3 separate regions of the Mus musculus genome follow, and regions 1 and 2 are each linked to region 3. Evidence: chromatin contacts called from public Hi-C and HiChIP or PLAC-seq data. All regions are on one chromosome and are shown on one strand. Each heading gives the region's core, a stretch centred on a gene start, on an enhancer-like site or on the middle of the called end of the contact. The rest is flanking DNA. Distances are from core to core; before and after follow the strand shown. Region 1 has its middle 31 kb from the start of Krtap5-4. Region 2 holds the start of Tnnt3 (troponin T3, skeletal, fast). Region 3 has its middle 16 kb from the start of Ctsd.

What was found. Hi-C and Micro-C count contacts between places; a contact is called where the count stands out from the background. HiChIP or PLAC-seq counts read pairs in DNA pulled down with a chosen protein or histone mark.
Region 1: a contact with region 3 is called in a Hi-C map of bone marrow-derived macrophages, with 75 read pairs. The contact joins two enhancer-like sites. A contact is called at or near these places in 4 of 15 datasets of contacts at CTCF or cohesin (CD8 T cells, the G1E-ER4 cell line, embryonic stem cells and 1 more), 43 of 484 Hi-C or Micro-C datasets (3T3-L1-derived adipocytes, the C10 cell line, CD4 T cells and 25 more), 18 of 115 datasets of contacts at active chromatin or transcription factors (the 230-238 cell line, CD8 T cells, the HPC-7 cell line and 12 more) and 4 of 9 other capture datasets (adipose tissue, bone marrow-derived macrophages, liver and 1 more).
Region 2: an H3K27ac HiChIP or PLAC-seq map of microglia shows a contact between it and region 3, with 3 times the contacts expected there. The contact joins the promoter of Tnnt3 here to the enhancer-like site in region 3. A contact is called at or near these places in 5 of 39 promoter capture datasets (the C10 cell line, embryonic stem cells, epiblast stem cells and 1 more), 1 of 15 datasets of contacts at CTCF or cohesin (the NIH/3T3 cell line), 1 of 484 Hi-C or Micro-C datasets (nephron progenitors), 4 of 115 datasets of contacts at active chromatin or transcription factors (the HPC-7 cell line, effector CD8 T cells, embryonic stem cells and 1 more) and 3 of 9 other capture datasets (adipose tissue, liver and pancreatic islet).

Annotation. Positions count from the first base shown.
Region 1 is chr7:142,333,139-142,336,508 of GRCm38.p6, reverse strand. It overlaps a transcript of Ifitm10 not described here. Among named protein-coding and RNA genes, the nearest start is that of Krtap5-4, 31 kb to the right of the region's middle. Within about 2 kb of position 2,033, at least 32 of the 459 cell types and tissues checked have an H3K27ac peak or open chromatin away from gene starts, as enhancers often do. A contact at or near this core is called in bone marrow-derived macrophages and double positive thymocytes, where this site is marked.
Region 2 is chr7:142,496,791-142,500,146 of GRCm38.p6, reverse strand. It overlaps Tnnt3 (troponin T3, skeletal, fast), which reads right to left and starts at 1,311. Exons shown (of 18, transcript NM_001163664.1): 1 at 1,248-1,311. The region is part of intron 1 of Prr33 (proline rich 33); the gene reads left to right.
Region 3 is chr7:142,401,775-142,405,142 of GRCm38.p6, reverse strand. No RefSeq gene overlaps it. Among named protein-coding and RNA genes, the nearest start is that of Ctsd, 16 kb to the right of the region's middle. Within about 2 kb of position 1,417, at least 27 of the 459 cell types and tissues checked have an H3K27ac peak or open chromatin away from gene starts, as enhancers often do. A contact at or near this core is called in the HPC-7 cell line, adipose tissue, bone marrow-derived macrophages and 2 more, where this site is marked.

The DNA.
Region 1 (3,370 bases), core at 784-3,283, 69 kb after region 3:
TTGGTCTAGGAGGATGCTCAGCTTTGCAGCATTAGGTCAATGCAATAAAGCCACATACAGCAAGGATAGTGTCTTAAGGGTCCTGGAGGGCAGCACAGGGGTCAGCACTACAAGCCCCAGCATCCAGTCAGTCTGTCTGTCTTGATAATCATCCTCATTTTTGTGAGTTCTGCTCAGACTGGAAACAGACAAGTCCACTTTATCCCTCAGCTGCAGCAGGTAAAGGCTGTAAAGTGAGTTGTATGGGTCAACAGGAGCCCAGCCTTACAGATCTCCATCCTACCTGGGGGTGGGGGAGAGAGGACCAGAGAACAGAACCTAGGACACAGGAAAGGGACCGGCCAGAAGCTTAGCCTGGCTCCTGGACTCTGGCTCCTATACTCCTGGCTATTTGATTTGAAGGTGAAGTGTAGGGCCTTTGATCTCTGATGTTAATAGAGTAGTGGCCACAAAGGTTCCCGGGAGCTCACTGGCCAGCCAGACTAGAGGTATCATGTGCTCCTGAGTCAATGAGAGACTACATCTCCAAAACAATAAGGCAGGTGGGGTTGATAAAGACACTGACCTCTGGATTCCACACATGTGCAAGCACACATGAACACACAGATATGATCAGGAATCTGCTACTGCCACCATACAGTTCTGTAGGATAGAGGCCAGAATCAAGTGCCACAGGGTCATGTTTTGGTAAAAGACTATCCTGTCTGCCTATTCCAGCTTCTGGCAACTGCTAGGTATACTGTCATGTTCATGTGTTCTCAGTCTTGGTGACCCTCCTCACACGGTCCTGTCCTCTATATCTCCCATAGGCCAGGACTCAGGATCAGCTCAGGTCTCAGAAAAAGGGCAAGACTCAAAATCAGGGCACCACTGGGGATCAGAACAGGCCTGGAGGTCAGGGCAAGAGTTAGGATTAGGGCAGGACTCGGGATTAGCATATCCCTGGGGATCAGAGAGGATATCAATACCGGGGTACGAATCAGAATTTCTCAGATCCTGTGGTGTTCTGGTTGGATGGATGGAGGACTCCTGAAGCTTAAGAACTTGGGTCCTGCAGAACTGGCTGACTCAGGTTTATTCAGGGCACCTTATGGTCACGGATGGCACTGCCTGGTTGGCTGGCAAACATGGAGACTCGTGGAAGCAGGCACAGCACAGACCACCTGGCAGGGAGCCACTGGGACCAGCTTGGCTGGCTGGCAGGCAAGCACAGTAACTAGAGCATCGAGAGCCACAACGGTGGAGGGCTTGTCCCCATCCTGTGCACAGGACAGCGGCCATTCCAGAAGAGAAGCACCATATGGTCAGCCCGGTAAACACTAGAAAGAGCCAAAGTACATGGGTGCCTATATATGTAGAATTTCATCAGGGTCAAGGGGACCCTGTCGGTGTGTCCGTAGGCTCCTGCAGTAGCCAGAGCACAGGCATGGATAGACATACACTAAAAACCTAGTGGTGGTGTTGATATGGACTCAGGACCTCGCCTGCATCTGAGGATCCTGGAGCAAAATGGAAGCTTATCTTCTAGGAGGGGCTCAGACAGGAAGCTGGGTGCTCCACCCAGGGTGTCTGTGTGCTCTCGACGAGGAGCAGCATTCTACCCCAGGAGCATCTCAGCCCCTCAGATGGAAGACACACATTGCTCTGCATTCATGGAGAAGGCCACGGTGACCATCCTACCCACCTCTTTCTACAGTGGAGTCTACGGGTGGGCCAGCGTCTAGTCTCTTATAGAACCAGCACCCTTCTCCCCAACTACCGGCTTTCAGCAATCACAGAAGGTCTATGGCACTTTATCTTGTCTACTTTTTAAAGCCAGTTTGATGGGGAGGAGAGCTTTGGAAATCAGAGGTCATGATGATCAAATTGCCAGCTCTCTGTGAGAGGCCAATTTGTCCTCTCCCTGTCATCTTGGGTTCCTGAAGCTGGGTCTCCATCATCTGCTGCCTCCTCTTTCCTAGGCATAGTCTGGCCCTCCTGTGAGTCTGCAGAAGCTGCTTCTGGAAGAGCTCAACAAAGAACCTGTTTAGACAAGAGCACTTTGAGTAGTGCATGAGCGCCCCCTGGTGGCTGTGTGCTCCGAGCCTGTGGTCTGGACAGGACAGAATCTGGCTTTGAAGGCACTGAGGCAGGGACCACCGGTCCAGCAGTGAGAGTTCAGAACCCAGCAGTGGGTGCCTGAAGGGTGCTGCTTGTTTAGGCTGGTCTGTGGAGGTCTTCACTGGCCCATTTGTAAGCCTGATTGCTAGGTGCTCTGGTCTCCTATTCTTTCCCCCATGACCTATGCCCTAAAGAGTCCCTGAGGTAATTCACGTAATTCAGGCCCTGCAGGGAGAGGCTGACAGGGAAACAGGGCAGAGGCTCAGGTATCAACATGGACTTCTGGGAAGGCAACAGCTTCTTCTTGGAGTATTGCCAACTGTTCTGGGCCCCTCAGTGATCTTGCTGGACCCTGTCCTGCCCCCTGTATACTCCACTTAAATCCACAAGGAAACCATTCTGCCTACCCCCTATTCCTTCTGCAACATCTTGCTCCTTGTGGTCCCTCTGTCACTGACAAGTCCCTGTGTCCATGATGGACACCACCTGTCATCCCAGCTTTGCTCAAGCTTTCTCCCTTTCCTCTACTTTATCCAGCTGGGACAGATGTGACATGCAGGTGACAGAGACAGAACTGCTGGCCTGCAAACGGGAAATACTGAGGCTGAAAGGGCTTCACCCAATGGCAGAAAGGACAACTTGTGGAAGGCCTTTCCCAGCCAAAACCTCTGCTCCCACTCCTATTCTGAAGGGTGACAGCAAAGGTGAAAAGGAGAGACATAGTTAGCCATCTTTGTTTAGGGTCCCCACTGAAGGACATGAATTCATGTGAGGATTGAGGGTTCATCTTCTGATGTGGAGAGAGGACGCAGGAGCCCCTGAGGCAGTCTCACCAGTGGAATGGAGGACCCTGGACTGATGAGGAAGCAGGAGGAAAGAAGCGTTGTCCTCCAGTGGGGGAAGACTGGGGTGGGTCATCAGGTCATCACAGAGTTGCTGAGAACAGGAAGCTCTGAATGTATCTGGCCCTCAGCTCCTGTGGCCAGCGGCTAGACAGCATTCAAGCAAGTCATAGACCCTGTGGCTATGCTCAGTCTCTGCTTCTAGAATATTCCAGAGAGCTCGGGTTCCTACTGAGTCCCCTGGCCCTGTTGAGGACATGAGAATGAAACAAAACTTGGTCCTTCTTTGGGGCCTGTGCCCACCATGGCCTGTGTCCCATGTCTTGGGTTGTCCATATCTCCACAGCCCACTCACCCGAATTGCCCACTCTGAGGCCTGGCCAGGAACTTTGGGTCCCCATGAGGGGCCATATGGTTCTGGAAGACTC
Region 2 (3,356 bases), core at 62-2,561, 95 kb before region 3:
CTGAAACCCAAGATGGCAGGGGGGCAGGGTACTGAGAACAACCTAGCCATCTTGGCTCCCCTCCTGGCTCCTAAAGGCATCCATCCAGCAAGGGCAGCCTTGTACCCTTCCAAAGTGAGGTAGCAATGCCCTTGTTTGAGGTTGAGAAACTGAGGTTCCTGGTCTTCTAAAGAGGTCCAGAAGGCCCACTTGAGCATATCTGTGCATCTCCACCCCCATTTCAACATTTCTATAAATTGGGGAGAGGCAGAGGTGGGGTGTCAGGGATGGGACAGAGATGACCAATAAACAACAGAGAGTGAAAACAGTTGTTCTGTAGAGGGTTCTGGGCTTAGAAGAAGGTTCACAAAAATAGCCTGTGAGGTCAGTTTCCTTGGGGATCCATGCCAAACTCCTTTCCTTCAAAGGTGACAAAGGCCAAAAAGGGGCAGGGGGCCCTGCCACTCACTTGCTATGGGTCCCTTATCACTTCCTGCTTTGGGCCTAGTCTGCTCTGAACAACCTTGCTAGGTCCGGTTTCCTCCAAGGATTCCCAAGGACATCTAGAAAGTTCAACTCAGGAAGTTAGGAATCCCAGCCCGGCAACTTAACAAAGGCGGGAGCCTGGAGGGCTAGGGGCCACCTGGTCTCCCAGCCACAAGATCAGATATGAGCTTCCTGCTCAGGCCCAGGCTCCTTTCATTCCCTCTGTCCTGGTTCAGCTTGGCTCCTGTTTGTCTTCACCTGAACCTTAGGAATCTGCCCCAGGGGTTCACAGATATCTCTCCCCTGAGCTTCTTCCCAGGGTGATCTGAGATAAGCCCAGATCTGCAAAAGGGCAGACCCATGGGCTCCAAGGATGAGTTGAAATCACATTCTTTCTCTAAGGTCATTCTTTCAGAGTCTCAGAGGGGCTCCAGCCAGCTGCCAGGCAGGCAGCTGCAGGCGCCCTTAGAGCTCTGAATGATGTCCTCTGACTCACTCGATCCTTATCTCACCCTCTGCCCTTCTTCCTAGATCCTACCTTAGGAGGTCTCCTTTGTCCTGAGTCACACAGGAGCCCCACTCCTTCTCACTTCCTGTGCTTTTCTATTCTGGTTTAGAACCAGATCTTTTATGTCATCCCAAGGTTCAAGCACCATGCTTCTAGTTACCAAAATACAACACAGCAAGAGGCACAGGACCCATTGAACTCCCCTTAGATGCTAGGCAGCCAAGCCCAGACACAGTTGCCCACTCCTACGCGGGCTGTTCACATCCATACACACCTGTAGTTGAGTCTGAGAAAGGCTGGGGGCTCCTTGTGGACAGGACCAGCAGCAGGCACTGTCCAACAGCCTCACCCCTTCATGTTATAGTGACATCTGATCTTCTCTGGCAGCCCATTGGCCAGCAGATGGGTGGCTGGGGCATGGGAAGGGGGAGGGTGTGCCCAAGCAGGCCCCTGACCAAGTATAGGAATGCCCCAGAGGAGGCCCAAGGAGGCAAGGATGGAGGAGACATGCCTGGAGGAGGAGGCAAGGTCCCTAACTGTTCCAGAAAGGTGTCAGCTGCTATTTTTACCTACCCTCCCCCCTCAGCAATGGGCACATGCTTGATGGGCTGAGGGAGAGAGGAGGAAAGGATTGGGTCTAGACCAAGGCTGTTCTTGAGTCAGGCTGTTGGGGGAAGGGTCATCAGAGCCTGGGTTTTGGGTTCTTTGGTCCCCTGTTCCTCTGCCCGAGGTGGCTTGTAGGAGCAGGTACTTTGTTCAAGATCGGTGTCTAACTCTATATGGCACCTCCTGCAACTCTGCCCTGCTTCTCCAGCATAGAGACAGCTCAAGATACCCACCAAATGAAGAGCCCTGGGTCCCTAGCCCATGTCACACACAGCCCCTTCTTCGAGGCCAGGCCTATTTTTCAAGTGGACATCACTGGAACACGTCTCATGAAATGATCACCTAATAGGAGAAATGATCACCTAAACCTTGCCTCTGGTTGTCCATCTTCCTCAGTAACTGGGGAGGGCTGAGCAATGCTTGGGCCTGTTATTGGTCTGGGGGCTCCATACTAAGTAGTGGACCTGGAGGTCATATCTCTGTCCAGGGATGTGGGCCCTGCTGAGCAGACCTGGCCATGAGCAGACCTCGCCATGTGCCTGGCCTTTTTTTCCTCAAGACTCCAGGGGGCACCATCCAACCATGGACACTCTTCTGGGCCTTATGTGCCTGGTCAGCCTCTAGGGAAACTGAAGCACCAAGTAGCAAGAGACCAACCTGGCATTTGCCATTCACTCTCTTAACCCTCCCAGACCCCATGGCTTGTCGTGTGTGGCTGGTGGGGTCTGTGGATCTGTTCAGTTCAGGGAAAAAGCCAATGTGGAGTGTAAAGTAATGGTAGGTGAGCCCTAGGGGACACAGACAGGGCTCTGGTCCTTTTGCATCCTGAGATTAGAGACATCAGGATGACCAGTAGGAGGCCCACAGTATGCCAATCTCCACCAAATCTTAAGAGTTTCTGGAAGGTTTGGATTGACCCACCATCCACCTCCTATGTGTTAGAGATGGGGCCATAGAATGCCAGAGACACAAGATCCAGCTTGTGATCAGAAGGAGAGTGGAGCCAGTCTTCTAGCCTGCTGGCTCATAGAACAGAGCTTCTCTCCTGCTCTCCTCTGCTCCAAGCACCTGCCCCTTAGAGGCCCCTGGAGTTGTTGGGCCAGCTCAACCTTCCTGGACAGAACCTATGTGTCCCTCTATACCTCCATCTATACCATTAGATAGATAGGGTTCAGTGAGCTCTAAATATTGTGGATGCCCAGCTCAATCTGGCCTTGAGGGTCATGTAGAGTTTATGAAGTCCCACACTAGTGCCAAAGGGACTCTAATTCTCTTCTGTGGTGAGGTCAGCCTCCCTTCTCATCTGGCTCTACTGAGACCAACCAAGCACACCACTCAGCTGAAGAACACGGAGAGCAGACATGGGGGATTTTATCCAGTCTATTGTTGTTGAACCCCTGAATCCAGAAGCTCTTGCCTGAGAGCAATGAGGGTCCTTAGAGGTCTATAGATGGCTATGCTACCATCTCTGTAGTGGCTCCTCATGGCCAGCAGGGGAGGGTGGCTACCCACTTCAGAAGCCTTTGGCATACGCTTTCAGTGAGGTCAGAGAGACCAGGCAGGTCTTATTTTGAGTAACAGTCACCTCCTCCTCAGGGGATCAGGCCCAAGGTACAGCGGGACAGCATAGAGTGGGCACTGCTGGACCAGGTGCTGCCGTCCACCAAAGACTCGAGCAGGTAACACGTGCAAGGTAATACACAAAAGGTCCTACTTGGCCTGGCTGGGGCTTGGTGGGGAAAAGACAGGAGAAAAGGCTCCCTGGGAATCTGAGAGA
Region 3 (3,368 bases), core at 168-2,667:
GTGATGGAATGTAACCTGGAATTTGTAGACTGAAATAAATAATTTTCTTCCCAAGTTGCCTTGGGGGGGGAGTATTTTGTCATAATGGAAATGAGATAGCCACTTTATTCTTTATTTATTATCATATTTCCAAACCAAACAAAATGTATTTTATGAAGTGAATAGATAAATAGCCTTTGATGAAGCCATATGATGGATATAACGTATCAAGTCATGAAAGTCAATGGAAACACATGCGGCCGAGTGAAAGAAGGCAGTAAACCGTGATTTCAGCTCCTGGACATGTGCATAAGGCAAAACCAAGGTGATGGCGCCATCGCTGGGTGGGGTGGAATGTGGGGTAGGGTAGAGGTGAACAGGGGGATCATGGGATGTCTGAAGTGAGAGAACTCTTCAGCTCTGTCTCTCCATGGTAGGAGTACAACAGCTCCATGTCAGGAAGGATTAGACTTCATCTCTCTATCACCCCTGGCCAGTGCACAGCACCACAGAATCTCCCGCAAGAACAGAATTCACTTCTTCATTCTCATAATCATTAATTTGGAGACTCTGGGGATCCTGGGACCTCATGCATGTTAGGCAAGCACTGCACATTATTCATTAGCCCAAAGCAAGCAGGAGTTGGAGGTAGGAGAGGCATCTGTGGTTTGGCCTAATCTCACAAGCTTTTTCTAAGTGCAGTTTCTGCAGACCGAATATCAAGTAGCCCAGGTTGGCCTTGACCTTGAACAAATGACTGTCCTTTCTCTGCTTCCCAGTGCTGGGAATACAGGCGTATGTGATCTACCTTACATATACATACACAGCTCTTCTTTTTATATAAAACACAGTAACACATTATGTCTGTACATGAGTGTGCATGTGTGTGTGTACACAGAACTCAGAGGAGAGCGGTGACTCCTCTGTCACCCCCACCTACTTCTTTAGGGTATGATCTCTCCAGGAACCTGAAGCTCAGGTTTTCTCAGCTAGTGTGGAAGCCAACAAGCCCAGCTGTCATTCTGTCTCCATCTTCCTTGGAGCTGGGGCACACAACATGCTGCTTTGTTGACTGAGTACTGGGAGATGGACTCTGCACAGTAAGCACTCTTAACTGCTAAGCCCTCTGTCCAGACAGTACCCTGGTTTTGTTTTGTTGTTTTTAGGTCTATTATAATATCAGTCTTGTAACCACAAGGGCTTGGGTTCAACCCACAAACAAACAAGATCTTGGGGGTAGACCCCATGATCTAGGCCTGAGCACAGGCAGCTGAAGCCCAGCCTGGTCTTCTGACTACTGTGTAGCAACAAGCATGGGTGGATTGGCACTTTGATGTCTGGTTGCATTTGTGACACAGCAGCCGAACACTGATGTAACACGGAGATTAGCAGGCAAGAGCCAGAGACCTCCAGGAGGAAGTCAGGAAGCATTGTGAACTCAGCGTAAACAAAGCTACAGCGTGATGTGCAATTTTGCCTAACTCAGTACAAGTTGGAGAGGAACTCTCATGGAGCCAGTTACCTAAACTTCTTTAAAGGGACCTAGGATTTTACTTATTTATTTATTTACCTACTTACTTACTTATGGTTGAAAGAAAGGGTCAGGGATTTTATTTATTTATTTATTTATTTATTTATTTATTTATTTATTCATTCATTCATTCATTGTTAGAAGAAAGGATCTCATGTAGCCCAGGCTGGCTTCAAACGCTTATTGTAGCTGAGGGTGTCCTTGAGTTCCTGATCCTCCTGTCTCTATTCCCCAAGTGCTGTGATTACAAGTGTGCTCCATCACACCGGCTTATGTGGTGCCAAGGATGGAACCCATGGCTGTGTGCATCCTAAGTGAGCACTCTACCGAACTCAGTTCCTCGAGAGGCAAGCACTTCACATCCCAAGACATCTTCCCAGTCCTGAAGGAATATTCTTAAGTACAGTGTCAACTTCCTTCATGGACATAAAGCTACTGGGGCAACATCTGTCCTCAGTGGTTTGGATGGTTTACCTTAGCCAGGAGCATGGAGTGGTTTCTTGTAGTCCCTTCTGTTTTTTAACAATTATTGAAGGGACACTCGCCCACTTGAGCATGTGGCTCTGGTAGGCCTTGCCCTTCTTCCCAATTCTCTCTGCCTTGATAGAAACCTTTTAGATTATATTCCTAAGGCTAGCCACCAAGGTCGATTCCTTTATCTGACTACTTCCTTTTCCTGAGACTGACTACCAAGGTCCAGCTATCAAAGTACTGAAGTCCAACAGTTAGAAGCCCCCTTTGGCTCACCTAATCAACAAAATTAAACACCTCATTCTAATTCAGGGTTTCCCCTTGTACCTTTATAACCTGCCATTTTTCTATGGGCCACATCTGTCCCTTCTCTATCCAGAGGCAGCCCTTTGTCTCCACTCCAGGACAAATGCCCCTCCTCCCTCCCTTCCCTTCTGCCTCATCCTCTATCTCCTGTCTTTGTCTCTTATTACCTACCCTCTGTCCCTCTGGGGCAAATAAACCTCCCTTGTGCTGAGAACTTGGTCTTGGGAGGTCCTGAGCCAATTTTTTCCTAACAATTATAAAGATCAGGATCATGCTCATTATAAAAAAATAAAAAACCAAAATTAATCCCAGATAACCCTGTACAAAGTCAGGTGTGTGTTTGTAATTCCCATACTAGGGAAGCAGAGATAGGTGGATCCCTGGGACAGTAGCCAGCCAGCCTAACCTCCTTGGCCAGTTACAGGCCAATGAGAGACCCTGTTTCAAAGGAGGTGGATAGCCCCTGAGGAATCCTCTGGCCTGCACATACATAAACAGGCATACAGAGAAAACTCCTTCAAGGCTCTGCAGGCACACTCCTCTCACACCTAAAGTGTGGCAGCAACTGCCAAGGAATTGTTCCTCAAAGGTGAGGAGCTTGGCTCTTCCTAGCTTGTTCAGAGGGCAGCACTGAACTGACTCCACAGCCAGGCAAAGACTGTAAGAAAAGAAACCAATACAGTCTGAGGCATAAACATCTCTCCAGTCCGGTCAGCAAGTCAACTCCTATAATATACCTGGGATAACATTCACATGGAGTTTGTCTCAGGAGCCCCTGCCTAATGGATGGTGCTGGGCACCATAGCCTGGGTCGTCCCACATCAATTAATCAAGACAACACATCCACCAGACCAATCCAATATTGCTAGTCCCCCACTGATACTGCCTTGCCTGTTAACTCAGGGTCCTGTCAAGTTGACAATTAAGCTAACTGTGACACTTACCTTGAAATTAGCAAAAATATATTTTAAAATACAGCATAAAATGGAATTATAGACAAACAATCAACACATTTATAAAATCTTCTTTTAAAAAAAAAAACGGGGATGTTGTTCATACCTCTAATACTAGCACTCAAGAA